2 separate regions of the Mus musculus genome follow, and region 2 is linked to region 1. The links are chromatin contacts, called in public promoter capture Hi-C maps. All regions are on one chromosome and are shown on one strand. Each heading gives the region's core, a stretch centred on a gene start, on an enhancer-like site or on the middle of the called end of the contact. The rest is flanking DNA. Distances are from core to core; before and after follow the strand shown. Region 1 holds the start of Zmym4 (zinc finger, MYM-type 4). Region 2 holds the start of Gja4 (gap junction protein, alpha 4).

What was found. Capture Hi-C pulls out chosen DNA fragments and counts their contacts.
Region 2: a contact with region 1 is called in a promoter capture Hi-C map of adipose tissue. The contact joins the promoter of Gja4 here to the promoter of Zmym4 in region 1. A contact is called at or near these places in 1 of 39 promoter capture datasets (hippocampal neurons), 1 of 484 Hi-C or Micro-C datasets (embryonic stem cells), 1 of 115 datasets of contacts at active chromatin or transcription factors (pancreatic cancer cells) and 1 of 9 other capture datasets (adipose tissue).

Annotation. Positions count from the first base shown.
Region 1 is chr4:126,966,141-126,969,572 of GRCm38.p6, forward strand. Zmym4 (zinc finger, MYM-type 4) reads right to left here and starts at 2,087. Exons shown (of 30, transcript NM_001114399.2): 1 at 1,676-2,087. The coding sequence starts at 1,714.
Region 2 is chr4:127,312,447-127,315,673 of GRCm38.p6, forward strand. Gja4 (gap junction protein, alpha 4) reads right to left here and starts at 1,593. Exons shown (of 2, transcript NM_008120.3): 1 at 1,474-1,593; 2 at 1-539. The coding sequence starts at 522.

The DNA.
Region 1 (3,432 bases), core at 837-3,336:
AAGGTCCAGAGTTCAAATCCCAGCAACCACATGGTGGCTCACAACCATCTGTAAAGAGATCTGACTCCTTCTCCTGGAGTGTCTGAAGACAGCTACAGTATACTTACATATAATAAATAAATAAATCTTAAAAAAAAAAAAAAGACTAATGAATGACTGGGTAAAGAGATGGCTTGATGAAATAACTAGGTTTGGTAAACAAGAATCTGGGAAAACTGTCAATAGTAGAATCTAGGGGTTTGGGAATGCAGTAGCACCCTGAATCTAAACTGTATTTTTACTTTTATTGATGGTTATAAAGTTTTCTAATGACCTGTTAGAAACATCATTTACATTTTTAAAAAGAGAAACTCCTCAGGCTAGGAGTCTACCTCAGTGGTATAGGCTTGTCTATCAGATGTTAAGGCCCAGGATCCAATGACAGGACTAGAAGAATTAAAAAAAAAAAAAAACCTTAAATGCAACCAACACAAGCATTTGCAAACCTGTTTTCAAATCTCGGATCAAAACTCTGGACTTTGCAAACTTAATTATGTAAGATAGGAAATAAATCTACATTTCAGCCACAAATGGGCTGCATAGTTACTGTGAGGTTGAACTCTTCACAAAGCACTTCGTGCAATGTCAGGCACACAGTCAGCACTCAGGATGTTAACAGTATGCATCTTTGAATAGACATTTATGCTGAATGAAAAAGCATTTTTGGTTAAGATTCATGTTTTAAGCAGCTTGGTTTAACAACTAACTCATCATTTGGAGACCATTTCCAAAAGGAAAACTCCTGATAGGAAACTTAACAAACTTGATGCTTAACATGCTGGGTGAGGGGAAGTTTAAAAAAAAAGCCTTGAAAAACATTACTCAGTGGATAGTATTGTTCTCCATCTGAAGAAAATGAATCACAACTAAATTAAAAATAAAAAAAGTTTCAAGACAAACTTTTAAACGGCTTACAACTCCTGTGTAGACAAGGCTTTACCTAGGGCAGGCAAGGCTGGCTGGGTACATCCTAAGGACAAAACTTGTCACTCTTCCACGTTACTAACTGCAGGTAAAGAATGCTAGACTATAACACATCCGTGGCTATCAGAACACATTCCCCCAACTTCAAGACGACAACCCCACTTCTTCTAAGGTGAAGAGAGCACCATGTCCACTTTGGGGCTTGATAACGGTCAAGGGGGAGGGGAGTGGAGGCAGGAAGATGAATTGGCTCCGGGGTTCCCGCAGCACCCTCCCGGTTACTCCTCAGGAAACGACCAATCCTCCACGACTTCTTCCCGCCACCTCTACCCCCACCTGACCTCTCCCCAGAGAAACTTCCATAGACTCCCTTTTCCTCGAGGATGCAGAAGCGGAGTCTGACACCTTGCGTCTCCCAGGCTCCCCCCCCCCCCGAATACGCACCACCACCCACACGCCGGCAAAGGGAGGGGAGCCAAGCGGACCACGGCCCCCGCCCCTCCCCCTCCCCGCCGGCCACCGAGCTTTGTCCCACCTGCCGAGGGGACCCCGGTGCCGCCTCGGGCCGCCCCTCCCTCCGGCCGTCGACCACCGCGCCACCCGTGAGCTCCGGGCTGCTCGGGGCCGGCCGCGCCCCGCCCCCCGCCCGCCCGCCCGCCCGCCTGCCCGCAGCCCGCAGCCCGCAGACGGCCCGCGGCCTCACCTCACCTACCCTCTTTCGGGGGCCGGTCTCCACCTCCCGCTCCGCCATGTTGGGCCCCGCTCGGAACCGCGGCGGCTCCCGGCGCGGCGGCCGCGGCCCCTCTCGGCCCCCGCCCACACTGCAGACACCGGCGCTTCACCCGCTGCGGTTCGGTCCCCCTCGGCCCCCGCCGGGCCTGGCGCGGGAGTGACGAGGGGGGCGGAGGCCCGCGCGCTTAGCCGCAGCTCCTGGGGTCCCACGGGCGGGCGCGTGGGCGCAAGGGCCTGCCGGGGCAGGGGGGCCGGGACTCGGGGGGTTAATGGCCTCCAAGGGGCCCCGTGAGGAGGATTATTTTCTCTCAGAGAAATTCCTCCGCCAGTGGTTTTCTTAAAGGGATCTCCAAACCAGCCCCTTGCGCGCGCCCCTGATGCGCAGGCGCGCCACAAGCCCCTCCTCCCTTTCCCACCAAGCCCCCGGTCCTGAGCGTGCGCGGTGAGTGGCCCAGGCTAGGCCTAATCCTGTTAGTCTCTTTGCTGCCAGCAGCTGCTCCCACCACTCAACTATGGCCGCTCCCTTAAAGGGACCATGACGAAGGGATGATGTCAGAATGAAAGATCTTAATGGAAGGACTATCTGGTGAAATGTCAGTGAGGGGTTCACATCACCACCCTACACCTGACTACAGAGATATTGCCAAAAGGAGAGAACCCTGATGAGCCAAAGTTCTCAGTGACCCTATGAACATGAAGAATCCCAACCAAGAAGAAAACAAGACTGTTATCTGAAGGAGAAACCAACAGCTTGTCAAGTAAAGGGCGTCGACTCTCAAGGAACAACTTCCAACCTTAAAACCAGATCCACTGGTAGTGTTGAAGGCAGAACCAATAACTGAAGACAATTTCCTCAATACCTGCTTGCCATTAGAATACTAAAATGAAAAAGGATCTTAGAAACCATCTACTCCATTGCTTTCAAAGTTAACATTGCCAGTATGGTCATTTGAAATAAATTAATTTACCTCAAGATATCGAGTGGCTGGTGAGGAGCTAGAACACAGTCTGGAATTGCATTCCTCCAGGATTCTGAACACACAAAACTGTCGTCAAGGCAAAAGAACATAAAATGTCAAGAGTCTTGATAGTTCAAGAACATGGCTGCTCTCCTGAGAAGTTTCATGGTGATGACCTGCAACTGCTGTGTGCCATCATTTGCCTCCACTGAAGGAATTTGAGGGTCTGACTTAAAGAATAGGAGCTTGAACTGTCAAGGCAGGAAATCCAAGGGTAGGCACTATCTTCCCTGAAGCACAACGAAGCCAAAGATAATGAGAGCTGAAGTCCCCTCTTGGATTCTTAATGAAGACATAGGCACAACAGACAGACATATAGTAAAAAATACAAGGAAATTAGTTTAGGTTGGTTGGAGTTGGGTTGGTTGGAGTTGGATTGGTTGGAGTTGGGTTGGTTGGAGCTAGGTTGCTATGTAACCCAGAGTGGCCTGAAACTGCTGGTCTTCCTGCCTTGACCAAGTGCTTGGACTGCTGGTATACTAGGAAATCCCCAAAGAACTAATTAAAAAAAATGTTTAAGTCTCTGAAGAGTTGTTATTCTCCATGGCAATACAAGGGGACCCAGAGCTCCTCTGCTCACAGGGTGAAAGTTGCTCTACAGCTGTACTTCTGTGTGTAAGTCAGTAGCTCTTTGAACCCAGGAACATTGGCTGAACACTGAAATGGCTGAAAGTTTCCATGCTGGTCCTTGATTCTCCCTTGGGCCTGTTATCTTTTG
Region 2 (3,227 bases), core at 343-2,842, 350 kb after region 1:
CCACTGGCCATAGAGGAAGCCTGCCTCCAGCACACTCTTACACAGCACGCTGACCACATAGGTACCCATGAGCGCCCCACGAATCCGAAGACGACCGTCCTCTGCCACCGAGATCTTGGCCATCTGATGTTCGATGGCAGCCAGTGCCCGCTCTACATGTAGGTCCTTGGATGGCAGCGCCCGGAGCTCTCCCTCTTTCTGCCGCAACCGCTCTTCCCGCCGAGACAGGTAGATGACGTGGCCCAGGTAGATCAGGGTGGGTGTGCTGACGAAGAGGAACTGCAGCACCCAGTATCGGATGTGGGAGATGGGGAAGGCCTGGTCATAGCAGACGTTGGTGCAGCCCGGCTGGGCTGTGTTACACTCAAAATCAGACTGCTCGTCGCCCCACACCGACTCGCCAGCCAGCCCCAGGATGAGGATGCGGAAGATGAAGAGCACCGTTAACCAGATCTTGCCCACCACGGTCGAGTGTTCCTGGACCTGGTCTAGCAACTTCTCCAGGAAGCCCCAGTCGCCCATGTTTCCAGGGCCTCTCTCTGCAGGGAGACAAGGGTCAGAGGGCCATCAGCAGGGCAGCACAAAGCCTTTCTCAGCTCCCCCACTAGACATATGTCCATGGGATGTAAGCCCTTGGGAGGTCCGCCTGTGCTAGGGTCCCAATCTAACCACACATTGTGCTTTCTTTCACAGGCCAGTGCCCCAGGGTGACCACAACCCGAAGACATGTGGATTGAATAGAGGTTCCTATGGAAACAGAACAGTTGAGGAACTTATCCAAGGTCACACACAGTTGTGCCATGCCCTTCCTCCCTTTTGTTCAAGGCTGGCAACCCCCAAGAGAGCAGGGGTGGGGAGAGATGGTTATTAGGGGTCCCGTTCCCATCTTCCATGCCTCATTAAAAATGTTGAGGGCCTCATTTGAATCTTTGCACTTGCCGGTGGGGCTGGGAGTGAGGGAAGATGGGGTGAGGGACTCAGAAGCCCAGGGCATTTGGTCCACCTGTCTACCAAAAGGACCACCTGCGATTTTAGTGAATACACCTGAGCCTGTCCTAGCTCACTTCCCTCCAAAGCTGTTGCAGCCATTCTAGATAGAGCCTTGCAAGGAATGGCCATAGCTGGGTGAAGGTTCCAACGTTCCCAGAACATCTCATGGTGTGTGTGAAAACGTGGTGATGTGTGGTGTGGGTGCTGTTCCAGAAGTAAAGCAGGTACTACCAGACCTACATTCAAATACTGCTTTCTTCTCACCACCTGGGGATTTGGATTAGTAATCTTCCCGGCGCCCTCGGTCTCTCCTTAAGGGTTCATTGAAAAAAAAAGGGAAGGGAGCTAAACACAAGAGGCTGGTTAAAGGCAGGCTAGGTGAGTGCCGCTGGTGGCTTCAGTCGCGTCTGGCGCCCCGGGGGGCAAGCAAGCCTCAGCCCTCCCGCAGTGGAGTGAACCGTTTCCCCTGCCCCCCGAACTCACCGCCTGCTTGCCCGGCTGGCCCAGGTAGAGGGGACGACCGTGGCCGAAGCTGCGCCTGCGGGAATCCTGCAGGACCGCGCCTCCCGCAGGACGCCTTAAATAGCGCGCAGCTGCGGGTTTAGGGCAGGAAACGCCAGCCAGAGGGCTCTGGGGAGCAGGGAGGCGGGGCCTGGGAGGGACAGACTCCCAGGACCCGCCCAGATTGTGCTTCTTTGGTTGCGAGAGATGGAAGCTGTCTTGTTTCTCTGCTCTGACGCCCTCCGGTATCCCAGACTGCACTCCCCCCCCAGGTCCAGTGCCCTCCCTAGGTCCGCAGCAGGATGTGAAGGCGATTTTTTTTTTAAGCGAGAGGAGCTGGCAGATCTGGCACCTGGTCCGGAGGCTGTAAGGAGTGGGTGGGGTAAGAAGGGAGACTCATCCGTGTGCCCAGCTTCTGAGGCCACTGGACCCACATTGGAGAGGGGTGAGAATTCTCCCTTTCTAGAATCTGGTTGATCTAGGGGTCTCTACTTCACCAATCCTGGGCAGGCTATACCATCAAAAGTCACTTAGGAACGCTCTAGGGTCCTTTGATCTGAGAGTGGAAGTGGAGGGAAGCTCCTGTCCTTTAGCTGGGTTCCAGTCGATGCCTCTAAAAGAGAGGAAAGATCTTCCTGGGGAATTTGGAAGCAGGCAGAGCCCTGCTTCACTGTGAACGAAGAGTGTGGGATTAAGAATCCGCCTGCAGCTGGGAAAGCCACAATAAGCCTGCCAGGCCTGGTTTCCTACCCTCCTTACTAGATGCAGAAATTGAGCAGGGTAAGCCCCGTGGGTAACAGTAAAAGTGTAAAGGTGGGATCCAGGGCATCACGGGGTGTGGTTAGGGGTTGAGAAAGCCAGGCGGTGCAGAACAGCATCACTACCTTGGAGCCACCAGGTTTGGTTTCTTGTGCTAACGCCCAGAAGAGGCTGGGGGACCCAACCATGAGGCTTGTCAGAGCAACGAGGGTCAATCTTACCCTCCTCTGCCCTGACCCTACCGAATAGTGATGGAAGGATACCTGCTTCGGAGGGCCTGCCAAAGCCCCCAGTGTGCTGTATTGGTTCTAAAGGTTTGAGCGAGGACCTGAAGTCACTGAGATGTAAACCCTGAGCTTGGGAGGCTGAAGGAGGCAGAGCAAGAGTTTCAGGCCAACCTGGGATACATGGTGGGAACCTGTCTAAGCAAACAACCAACTCCACAAAACACAAATACACAGGCATGGTGGTACAGGCAGCCTGTAATCCTAGTTCTGTGGAAAGATGAGGCTGAGGAATTAAAATGTCAATGGTATGGGGCTGGGGTGTAAATATTGGTTGAGTGCTTGTTCAGTACTCACAGAGCCTTAGGTTCTAGCTAGCCCTGGTGGCACATAAACCAGGTGGCACATGCCTGGAACCTCACAGGAGGGGGGGGGAGGAGGAGGAGGAAGAGGCAAGAAGGTCAGAAGTTCAAGGCTGTCTTCTCCTTTGTGAGTTTGAGGTCAGCCTGTGGTACATGAGACATTGTCAGGGAGAGGAGAGGCAGGGGAAGAAGAGAAGGAGGAGGGAGGGAAGGAGGGAGGAAGGGAGGAGGGAGAGAGAGAGAGAGAGAGAAAGAGAGCGAGAGAGAGAGAGAGAGAGAGAGAGAGTTCAAGGACAGTCAGCAATTTAGCAAGACTCTTGCCTCAAAATGTTGAAAGAAAGAAATTTGGCGGTGTAGTTGAGCAGTTGAGCCCATGCCAGGCTTGTGCAGG